Linked DNA regions of Pan troglodytes: region 2 is linked to region 1. A link is a contact called in public HiChIP or PLAC-seq data. All regions are on one chromosome and are shown on one strand. Each heading gives the region's core, a stretch centred on a gene start, on an enhancer-like site or on the middle of the called end of the contact. The rest is flanking DNA. Distances are from core to core; before and after follow the strand shown.

Region 1 (5,805 bases), core at 1,243-3,742:
TATCTTTAATCGTCCCTCCCTTATTACTCTGAATTCTTCCTTCTGGACATTATGACTCATTTCCTCCAGCTTCTGCAAGCTAAAATTTAATGCAGCTAAAAACATCTAGTATGCTCCCCTTAAATCAGAAAATTCATATCAATATACGTAGTCTTAAAGTCAGGATATTGTTTCCCCTATAGTTTCAGCGCAATGCTATCTTCCATTTCAGCCTATTTTCCCTCTATCCCATTCATCAAATGAACTTGGGTTTTCTTACAAATCAAAAAAGTTCTTTTCTAAGTTAGAAGCATGTTTGAAGATTTTTTTCTCCTTTGAAACAAGGTTTCTGGTTATTTGTAATTCTGTGTGTACCCACTTGCCCATTGACAACTTGCTTGGAGTTCAAGATTAAATAGATGACTTTGTGATGCTTGGCTGCTATTCACCCCGATCAACTTGTTAAACTCATAATGTTGACCTCTTTTCTGGTGTATCTTATCCTTTTGAGACTAGCTAAAAAGACAATATGCTTTCAGGTTACCTTGGAAGTACCTTGTATTTCCCTAGCACCTTGAATTTTAAGCCATAAGATCTATCTCATGAAATGTAACTGTTGTAAAATCCCATGTGGCTTTACTTAGCGTTTTCTTTTTTCTAAAAAAAAAAAAAAAAAGTTTAAAGAGTTAAGTTTGGATGGCACCCAGCCACTTTGGGTTTTTAATCTCATTCCTAATACGAGTGAACTGTCTAAGCAGAAAGTACTTCTTTTCTTATTTGTAAAGTTCAGTTTAGTCAACTTTTGTAAATGAGATTCATCATCCAAATGATGCCTGAGTTCTATTTCTTTAGGAATATTTACTTCCTTTTCACTAATCAACAATTAAAGATTTACGTCGCAACAGGGCAAATTGTTTTTCTTGGGGTGGGGCACAAGAAGAAAAAAGGAGGGAGCAATTTTTGTGTATTTATTTTAAAAATGTTCTCTTAAAAAAACGGCCCCACATCTTGAATTCTCAATAACTATTTACAATAAAAAGTAACTTGTACAGTGTGAGTTGGTATTTTTAAACTAAAACGCAAGGAGTTAATTCAAGGCTCTGGCAGCCGATTTTGTTTACTGATCTTTTCTGATTGTTGTTTTCTTGATAATGGAGCAAGCCACTGAATGGCTGTTTGAGCCCAGGCGCCACAAACATAAACTTCACAGCTTACAATGTCCCAAGCCGTGATGGAGGATCTCTCCACACCTCCCAGAGACTTCTGAAGTGTAGACAGAGAAGTTGGTTCACAGGGAGCGAAGGAGGGGGAGGGGCGGCAGGGAAGGCTGCTGAGCGTTTGCTGTGAGCATTGTTACTATCACATCCTTTAATTTTTATGGTATTTAAGCTGTTGGCTCCAAGAAGCCAGTTTCTCTGTCTCGAGGAAGCCAGTCTCTTCCCGGAACTGCACTTAGGACTCCTTGATTCTAATTTCTAAAAATTTATTTTGCAAATCTTTCTGCTTAATTATCTGTCCGCAAGAGCGCTCAGCATTGAGAAGCAAAAGATTCTAAAAAGAAAATTACATATATGTATGTGTGGGCATACATGCATATATACATACATATATAATATACACATACCTATATGTAATTTTCTTTATATCATTTATATGTGTATGTATACACACACACAGCCCCCAAAAGAGACCACCTGGATTTGGAAGAAAGATGTATGGTAAGATTGCTTTTTGCCAGGTTGGGAGGAAGGACACATTGATTCTCCCTTTCCGAAGCCATGTAAGATTCTGCTTAGCCTTAGAACTGCTTATTCCTTGCCTGGGATCCTCTTTCCATTACATTGATCAAAAGTTAGTGTTCATTTTGAAGTGATGTTATTTGTGGATTTGACCGAGTTAGCTACTTAATTTTGCGCGTTGTCCCATTGGTTCTACCCCCAGGTGCGTTGCCCAAGTCCAGCGGGCAGGGCAGCGCAGCGCCTGTCTGCACTCAGGTTAGGGGTGGGAAGTGCTGGGAATGGGGGACCCGGACACTGGTCTAACCAGCCCCGCCACTCCCGCGGGCAAGTCAGCCCTTGATCCTTTAAAGCAAGGACAATCGACGTGGTCCGAGAGAGGAAAATAAGGGTATTTCTGGGCCCTTCTCTTTCAGGAGTTGATCAGGTTGGCAGATCTGGAGGGCTAATCCAAACAAGGCGCTTGACTTGTGAGGTCGCGAGTCTAGACAGAGCTGGTGGCTCGGCGGCTCCTTATCTTTCCCTGGAATCAGCCGAAGAGGCGCTCCCCGGCCCACTCCGCTCGGCTCGCCCGGGTCCGGAGCCACCGCTCGACGCAGACGGCACAACAAACAGCACCTGAGGCTTTATAGCTCGCTTTATTGTTTAATGGAGAATGCGGCATAACATTCATTTGTCTTCTTGGTTCCGCGACCTGGCCGCTTTGCAGCCACAGACGCTGGGAACGGGCGTGCGCCAGCGCCCGGCTGTTATGGTCCCCATGTTGAGCAGCTCCGGGCGTTCCGCTTCGGCATCGCGCGTGTGAGCGCGCACGGCTCTGTCCGTGCGCCCTCAGGCCCCTGGAGAGGTACCCAGCTGCAGCCCCTTTCTTGCTTCCAAAGGCCGGAGGCGGAAGGGTGGAGGGACAGTGAAAGAAAGCTTAGGCGAGGTGTCTTTGACGAATCCAGTATCTCCTCTTGCTGCCTGGAAATGACAGTTTTGCGCCAAAGCCATTTATGGTTCGCAGGGTCAGTGGGCTCTGACTCAAGGGCAATCAATAAAAACATTTAGTTCAGTAATAAGCTGAGTTTTTTTCCCGAATGTACCGAGAAGGATGTGTCACCATCTTGGACAAGGTGTCCCTGCGTAGCCGATCGCGCTTTCTCCACTAGTGTAAACAAGTGGCGTGACTCTCCAGTGTTTTCATGACCACTTCACGGGACACATCATGGAAGCCTTGGTCCTCCCTAACCGGCTGCCACCACAAAGAGACTGGCAGTGTTATCCACTTGGGACCAAGGAAACTATTGGGACAGATTTTGTAAAGCCCTTTTTGGAGGAGCCAATAGCTGGGCTTGGAGATTTATAATCAAGGATTTTGTGGCTCGAATTCCAAATTAATTGAGATTAAGTTGTTTATAATTTTGGCCCTTCCCATGGGATTTGTTTTTTCTTGTTTCAAGAAAAGGGGGTTTCTAGTTACATCTTAGAACTGGCTATTCTAGTTTACAAGTGTGTGTGTGTGTGTGTGTGTGTGTGTGCGCGCGTGCGCCAGATAGAAAGAGAGAGATTGGCATAGAATAGGTACTACTGCCTCTGTCTGAAAACTACCTATAGATGTAGGTGAGAGTGATTTGGTTATGTGCCTAACGTGGTGTTAATGCAAGCACCACATTTCCCAGGTTTGGTGACAGCGAAAATCCACGTCTTCGTGTTTTCCCTGCCTGTTTTCTGTGTCACAGCTGTGTGTCACCAAGAAAAAAAACCAACAAAACACGGCAAAACACAAGTTTTGTGAAATTGAAGAATATCTGTAGGGAGATTTATTATCATTATTTCTTTCTCCAGAAAACAATCCTTAGCAATAACTCAGGCACAGACTTTTCTTTTTCTCATGGGTAAAGGTTACTGTTTATTTTGACCTGTCACAAATACAATGTGTTGTTTGAAACGTGTTAAAGTTAGCAGGTATGTAGAGATAATACTAGACAGGCCACTGAATATGATAAAGTAAAATATGGTGGGAATTAACTTTTAAAGGCTATGAAAGATTTTACTTTTTTTCTAATAGCTTTTTAATTAATATTCTTTCAAAAAGTATTAACTATTTTCTCAGAGTTCTGTAATAAAAAAACAGTAAACTTGTTCAATGCACAGTAAAGATATGATTTGCAAAATGTTACTTGTGCAGGTTCTATTCTGTGATTTTTTTGCTAATTTTAATTACTCATATTCTTGTTTAGTTTTAAATAAGTTTTCTTTCCCTCCATAAAAAAAAAATTGCCCACACCTAGGTAAAGACATGTTTTGTCTTAAAATTTTCAATTCTTATTTATTAGAACAACTATTAATTTGGTTTATTAATTATAAACAGGAGGTTTACTCTACAAATAGGTTTAACAAAAAAAAAAATTTATCCCTGATTTTTGGAAGGATTAGGAGGAAACAAAAAAAATGAATGAGATTTGTAAAAAGAATATGTACTTTGAAACAGTGTATTTTAAGTATGGAAAAACTTTTGGGCCCAAGTAGTAAAAATCTCATATTAAACTCTAAAAGTATAACTGATGGTTATTTAAATTTTTATTTCAGTAGTCCAAGAATTTTTGTTATAGGAGATCAGTTCTCAAAAAGAAATAGTTGAAATAAAAATAGGCTGGCAACCTAAAAAGCAGTGTTTCATTTACCAAAAAAATGAGTGATTTTGTTTTTAAAATACAGCAGTTCACTTTCACTAACATGGAACGGCTGATATCTAAAAAGATTACATGTGAAAAATATGGATTAGCAGTTTCTGAAGAATAACAGTTTTTAGTAAATTCTGAAATAATTCATTTACTTTCCTCCATAACATATGGAGATATTTTGGAGATCGCTACTTAGAATTCTGTTTTTGTATCAAAGCACATTTCATATTTTAAGACTATGATGTATTCTTAAAATCTTTGCAACTTCAAAGGCACTAGTCACGTTAACAGTTTATACATGGGCAAATATCTATCTATTTACTAGAAGTTGAACACTTGGGTGAAGGACGCTTTACTGCCGATAAAAACTTACCTTTTAGTTCTGTTATCCCATCAGGATGGACTCATAAGTCTCATTAATGTTAATGGAAAATGTCCTTGTCTGTCATGTGGAAAAAAGGGCTTGGAGATATTTCAACCAGCAATTTCTTTGTAGCAAGTATGCTAGGGCTAAAACCACCTGAGAAGTAATTTTGATCCCATCTAGGCCCTGGAAATATGTTAGTCTAATAAATGAAAATAAGCATGTGAAATGGTAGGATTAGAATTGACTTTAAAGACAAATGCATTATAGAAGGGGAAAAAAAGGCCTGAAAATATTTTTCTCACACTTCAGAATTTTAGGAGTAATCCCTTAGTTAACTGATAGTTCAGAAATACTGCTGCTAGGTAGGTGATATAACTTCTCTGCTACTGAGATCTAGAACCAAAGTTGCGCTATACTGCTTACTTACCACATAGGAAGTTGTTTGTATTCAACTATTTACTGGAATTTGAGTGATGCTTTGTTTATGTTTTCATTTTGTAATAGTGATAAATTATATGAAATTAGTCTTGTGGATAAATATATGCATTCCTAATGTGTATTGTGGCAGCCTTTGGCTGTGGCCTAGAGTTTTCTCTAGGGCAAAGCTAAGTCTCTGGTATTAGACTAGATTCTCTAACATTATAGAACTGAGTGATAGTCCAAGATTATAAATGATGAATGTTGTTCACATTCAATATTGTTTTGGTTATTCAAGCTAAAATATTCTAGAAGCACTACACAGACTGTTTTAATTCTTCTTTATAGGGAACATCAAGAAAGGAGTCAGTTTCTTCTAGAGTGAGAGGTGCATAGTGGTTGTTTCTGCCATGGCATAACACTTTTCTATCTGTAAAGCACTTCACAGTCATCAGTTATGCATGAGAGCCACCAGAGCCCGTTTTCCTAATGACCTCTGTACCTGTTTTTCAGAACAACTCTCAGTTCCCTTGTTTTTCCTTCATATGTGTAATAGCAGAACTTCAAAGAAGTCCTTGGTGACTCGAGTGAGGACTATTTTAGATCAGATAATGAAAATTATTTTACCAACATTTTCAGT
Region 2 (5,805 bases), core at 1,192-3,691, 420 kb before region 1:
TTTAACATTTGCATCGACTAATTTGTAAACAGTCGTTGGGGTGATAATTTCGCCTGAGAGATTAACCATTCAAGTCTCAAAGTTCCCAAGGATTGTGAAATCCTGCTTGTAAAAGTACAGATTTTGAAGCGTTTCTTTTTTCTCCCTTTCCCAAATGAAACCCCGAGGATGCGCTTTGGACTTGGGGACTGAGGGCGTGGTGGGCAGACAGCTGTTGAATCCAAACAAAGACTATTCTGGATCTGACGCCGTTTCGGTTTCCATCTGGGAGTACTTTTCATTTCCTTCTTCCCATTCCAAAGGAAAGAAATGGATTAGGAATGGGGCAGTCAGAATTATGTGTTTATGGCGGACAGATGGAACAGGAGAGGATGAACCTTCAGCAACAAAAGGATCATTGAGATTTGGTTCCTGGGTGTGCAAATTTGGAAACAAAATAACCAAGGAAGCTATGGGAATACCAAGACTCGAGCTATCGACAATGTTGACTCATAGACGAATCATCTCTCCTTCTCTACTTTCCTCTCATCCATCAAGAATTGTGGCCCCATCTCACAAACTGCCGCGGAAGCCAAAATTGCAGGACATTTTGAGAAACAAGTCTTGAAATCTGCCTGAAACTAACAAAAGCCACCCGCCAGTCAACCAGAGTCAGTCGCTCTCTCTCTCTCCCTTTCTTCCCTCCTCTCCCCCACTCTTCCTTGTCTCCCGCCCCCGCCCCCGATCTTTCTCCAGCTAGCCTCACCCCAATTAACGCCCTACAGCCAGTCAGCCTTACACCTGCTGGAAAAATCTTGGTGGCAGTGGTGGGAGGTGGTGGTTTTGGTTTTTAGCAGAGCGCGGGAGCACCCTGTCACACCCTCCTGCGACCGCCCTAGGACCGTCCTCTGGAATATCTTGGAACCAGGAGCCAGGGAGGCTTTCCTCAGTCCCAGTCGTTTCCTGTCGCCGCTTTCGGTTTCTCTTCCCTAACAGCACCCGCCACCCCTTTTCTCTGAAATTCTCAAAGCAATTTCATCCTTTGCAGAGTTGCAAAGCTCTCCTACTGACTTGGGGTGTGCGGCTTAAAAAGGGGAGAATGGAGTAGCTCGAAAGGGAAGGAGGGTCACATTGAATTCTCCTTTAAAAAATTTTAATTTCATTGACACGTCTTGAAAGGTTTGTTTTGGTATAAGGCAAGGCTGCCAATTCCAAATACAAACAGACGGACACACACTGTGTGTATCAGATGTTGGGAATAAAAATCGTTTATTGATTGAAATAATAGAGGCATTATTTTGATTTGTCTTGACATGGACGCTGATTTATAGAGCTCTTCCCCCCAGTGATTTCTTCTTGTAGTCCAGACACATGGAAATGATAAAAATCTCACCAAAGCTCACCTTGGTGCTAATCAAGACTGCTCGATGCACGTTATAAATCTGATATAATATTTATTGCTTATCTGTATTCGAGGGGTTAGTCTCCATCCTAGGATTGTCCCTTTCAAAAAATTTTTTTTGGATGCATCTGTTTTCACTTTGCACTTTCAACGGGCTGGAGCAGACAATAGTGTGAAAAACATCTGAAAATATGAGGCGACAGAGCTGCATGTGTGTTTCATTTCTGCGGTGTTAGGGGAGAAAATAACAAAAGAAACACACACTACAACACACACGCACGCACGCACACACACACACCGGCCCAGGACCTCAGCACAAAGGGCGCGCTGACCCAGCGCTAACACACAAGACAAATTAAAGAAAGGGGCAAATCGGAGGAGGGGCTAAGGCGAGGGTCCAGGCATTTCGGGAAAAGATCAAGGACAAGGAGAGTTAAGAAACTGACCGTGGGCCAGGGAAGACCGGAGAGAGAGAAAGTAAAGTGTCCAGGACTGGAACTCACGTCCCTGAGGCTGGGGACAGTAAGTTTGCTTGTAACACAGACAGTTTTCCTTGACTGCAGGAAACAAGAAAAATAGTAATCATAAAACAAGCACAAATCCCCCAAACATCAGGGGGGTAAAACCCCCATTACTAGCCACCACAAACCAAAACCCAAACCGAGTCTTTTCTGCTGAATTGCTGCAAGATCACAAGAGACCAAGAGACCCGGAGTCAGGCTGTGAACTTGGGAAAGATAAGTTGCCCGGCGAGGTTGGAGGTAGACTGAGGAACGCCTTTTTTTGTGAAGGACACAAATATTTGCAGAGTTTAAAGCTGCAGGAATACAAAAGCAGGAGTGAGATTATCTGATTACGGATACAGGATGTCCGAGTTGTTGCCTCCCAAAAACGACTGCGTAAAAAAATAAATAAAGGCCAGTTCGAAAAGTGAAATTTTAATATCAGTGAAAGCATCAGAGGGAATCGGATTGAACGCGGCAGCTCCGGAACTGGACAACAGCTGCGTGGTGCAGCCAATCCCGGGGCCTGTGGGAACGAGCGACAGATCTCAGGACCACGCGGGCGAGAGCAAGGAGCCTCCCGGCCACACAGCCACAGGCGCTGCGGAACCCAGCCTGGACTCTCCCGGGCTGGAGTGTGCGAAGGGCTTCCCGCCCAGGGGCCCAGGGTGGTCTTAGTGAAAAAGGGATGGCGCTGCAGCGCTGACCGCGTTGCCCTGGTTTCTCCATTTCTCCTTCCCAAGTCTCTGCCTCTGTTTCCCCATGACCCGGAGGACGCGCCTACGGAAGAGACGTCTGGTCGGGGGGGCGCCGGGGAGCGGAAGGGGGAGGGGAAGGTCTCATCCATGGGACGCTGACACCCCCCTCCCCGCGGCACTCCAGCTCCGAAGAGCGAGCTTCGGTTCCGCCCGCCCTCCAGACCATTTGCTTATTCTCACTATTGTTTTAATTTATTGTGCAGCCTGTTGCGCCGCGGGCGCGGCTGAGTCATTTGGGGCCCTCTAGATGCCCTGCAGGGCGCCTGTCCCCGGACGACCACCACGCAGGAGCAGCGGGGGCACGCGCGTGTTTTCTTGTGGATAACTGCCTCGGACTTGGCGGGGCCGGTCCCCACCTGAAGCTCACCTCAGGCAGTCGCTAGAAGTTCCAATCCAATCGTGAGCTTTCCTCTGGGAGGGACAGGATCCCCTTCAACTCCTGAGGCTGCTCCTCTGGGCGAATCCCACAGTAACTGCGCATTTCTCTCCCTTTAGTGCTTTGGAAATTTAGAAAGCGCGCTTTCATTTGTACATCGCCTGCCGACAGCCCCTTTGCTGATTAGAGAAGCCTTGTTCCCCCTCTCCACGCGTAAGCACACTCATTTTTAGTTTTAATAAATGATTTAAAAATCAAAACAAACCTCTGAGTCAGTCCGCCCAATTTTATGCTCCATCTCCTCTGTGTATGTGTTAGATTCTCCCTGCCAATCGATGGGAAAGAGCATTTAGGGGCATTTGCAATTTCCTTTGTCACTTGCCACTCTGTGCGTATAGATTTTACATATCATTTGTTTACCAAATCAGTTCGTATTTTCTTAGCCCAGGGTTCAGGATTTTGCGTTTGTGGATTAATTGCCCAGTACCCAAAGGACAGGACAGTCAGAGGAGCCACCTGATGCAAGAAGGGTCAGCTCACGTTAGGACAAAACAAGGAGGTTGTTGTGAGCCCTTCTGCGGGCTCTGAATTAACTCAAACAGCCCTTCGTAGGACTTGTTAAAAAGACCGTACCTTGAAGGGATAGTGTGGTGCCTAATGTCTGCTAGCCTATAACTCAATGCATTACAAGATCATTTTTGCCCAGCCCAAAGAAACTCCGTAAATCCAATATCCCTGGTTGAAGATAATACGTAGTCACTTCAGTTCTGGCCATATGGTGCCTACCTGCATTCTAGTCTTGAACAGTCTCAGGTTCCTTACTGGGTCTCACTTATTGATTTTTTTACTAGATTACATCATAATTTAATATGGCTGAGTGATGTGGAGCTTGTGGATGATCCTTTTATTGCCCTGATTAAAATCCACACAGTAAGAAATTTTTTAAACGGAGGTTGATGATGGAAGCTTCCTCAATAAGTATCCTTCAGTCAAGAAATGATTGAGCTTTAAATTATAAGAATCTCAAAATTACTGTGCAAGTGTTTGGCAATCAATTTCAGGTTTTCATGACAACAGGAGCCTAGGCCATAGGATGGCAAACTAAATCCAATGATCACTTGTCTGCTTCTGCAGATAATCTTAAAGGAAGCTTCATTACAATTCACCCATCAAACAACTGGCATCTCAAAATGCATCAAGAGCTTTGTCTATGTAAGCAGACAGCACATTCTATGGCATTTGAATTTTATAAAAATAACTAGTTAAAAGATATATTTTGAGGTCAGGCTTAATTTTTGTTTGGACCAATTTGCCTTATCATTTATAAAGGTATCCTTAGATGTGTGTCGTTACACCAAGCTTTCAGCTGTCTCTAAGGACACATTAAGGTGAGGTGGTGATGCTGTCTAAGATTCTAAGGACAGCATTCATGGGTAAACAACAGACAAGTCCTGTGCCCTTACCATTACTTCAGAGCACAGCAGTTCCACTGGATTCAAGGTGGCTTCTTCCTACTCTTGTCTTCATTATTGAACATAATTTGATCTTATTTAAGATGATAATAAGTTCCCTGACAGTCAGAGCATGCTGGTCAGAGCAATGTCTCTTTCTTGTGAATGAAAGGACAATTAATAGAAAACCCTGTTGGTCTTCTATATCGTCTTTGTTAGGATGTGGGCAGAGTGAGTCAATAAATAGAATTTGAAATAAGCAACACATATTTGCCCTCCAAATCTTAAACTATAATTCAATATCTAATGGATTTGAGGAAAGAAAAAAGAGGTACCTGGTCTTCTGAGCTGATAGAGGGTTAGATTATAACCTGATTGAAGGACTGGCAAAAAGAGTAATAGACACAATTGATGGTGTATTTTCATTCAACCACCAGCTAGGCAGAAGAGATGTGGACCAAGGGAATTCCACCTCAACTTTCTTTATTCTGATTCCATGTTCACCAAGAAACTTTCTGATTATAATTGAAATTGCTGTTTATATCTGCTAAGTAATAGGAATGTATTTAGGTCTCTGAGTTTTTTTTGTATATATATATATATATATATATATACACACACATATATACATATATATGTGTATATATATATACACATATATATATACACACACACACATATATACATACATATGTACACCATAAACACACAAAACGTTTTAATCAATGGATTCTGGTCTTAATCACTATGGTTAAAGTGATTTTGCTCTGAGAGACAGTTTGCTAAGAAGTCAGGTTTCCGGCTAGGTGTGGTGGCTCACACCTGTAATCCCAACACTTTGGGAGACTGAGGCTGGTGGATCACCTGAGGTCAGGAGTTCAAGACCAGCCTGCCCAACATGGTGAAACCCCATCTCTACTAAAAATACAAAAAATTAGCCAGGCGTGGTGGCAGGCCCCTGTAATCCCAGCTACTTGGGAGACTGAGGCAGGAGAATCATTTGAACCCGCAAGGCGGAGGTTGCATTGAGCCGAGATCCCACCATTGCACTCCAGCCTGGGTGACAAGAGTGAAACTCCATCTCAAAATAAATAAATAAATAAATAAATAAAATAAAAGTCAGGTTTCCAAGCCTGTGAGATCTAGAATTAGGCATGGCAGACTATGAGGAGCTTTCCCAGAAAGATACCCAACCAACGTTTCAGAAATGGCCAATTACATCTGCCTAGTAGAAATACCACCTTATTGGCCATCTGCCCATACTTCAACAGACAGCAACTTTGCCACTGTATTTTCAGTCCTTAAACTTAGAAGTGTTTGAGAATTATTATTATTT

What was found. HiChIP or PLAC-seq counts read pairs in DNA pulled down with a chosen protein or histone mark.
Region 2: an H3K4me3 HiChIP or PLAC-seq map of stem cell-derived excitatory neurons shows a contact between it and region 1, with 5 times the contacts expected there. The contact joins two enhancer-like sites. A contact is called at or near these places in 2 of 7 Hi-C or Micro-C datasets (induced pluripotent stem cells and stem cell-derived neural progenitor cells) and 1 of 1 datasets of contacts at active chromatin or transcription factors (stem cell-derived excitatory neurons).

Annotation. Positions count from the first base shown.
Region 1 is chr4:63,261,873-63,267,677 of NHGRI_mPanTro3-v2.0_pri, reverse strand. No RefSeq gene overlaps it. Among named protein-coding and RNA genes, the nearest start is that of ISL1, 17 kb to the left of the region's middle. Within about 2 kb of position 2,492, at least 1 of the 24 cell types and tissues checked has an H3K27ac peak or open chromatin away from gene starts, as enhancers often do. A contact at or near this core is called in stem cell-derived excitatory neurons, where this site is marked.
Region 2 is chr4:63,681,272-63,687,076 of NHGRI_mPanTro3-v2.0_pri, reverse strand. No RefSeq gene overlaps it. Among named protein-coding and RNA genes, the nearest start is that of PARP8, 310 kb to the left of the region's middle. Within about 2 kb of position 2,441, at least 3 of the 24 cell types and tissues checked have an H3K27ac peak or open chromatin away from gene starts, as enhancers often do. A contact at or near this core is called in stem cell-derived excitatory neurons, where this site is marked.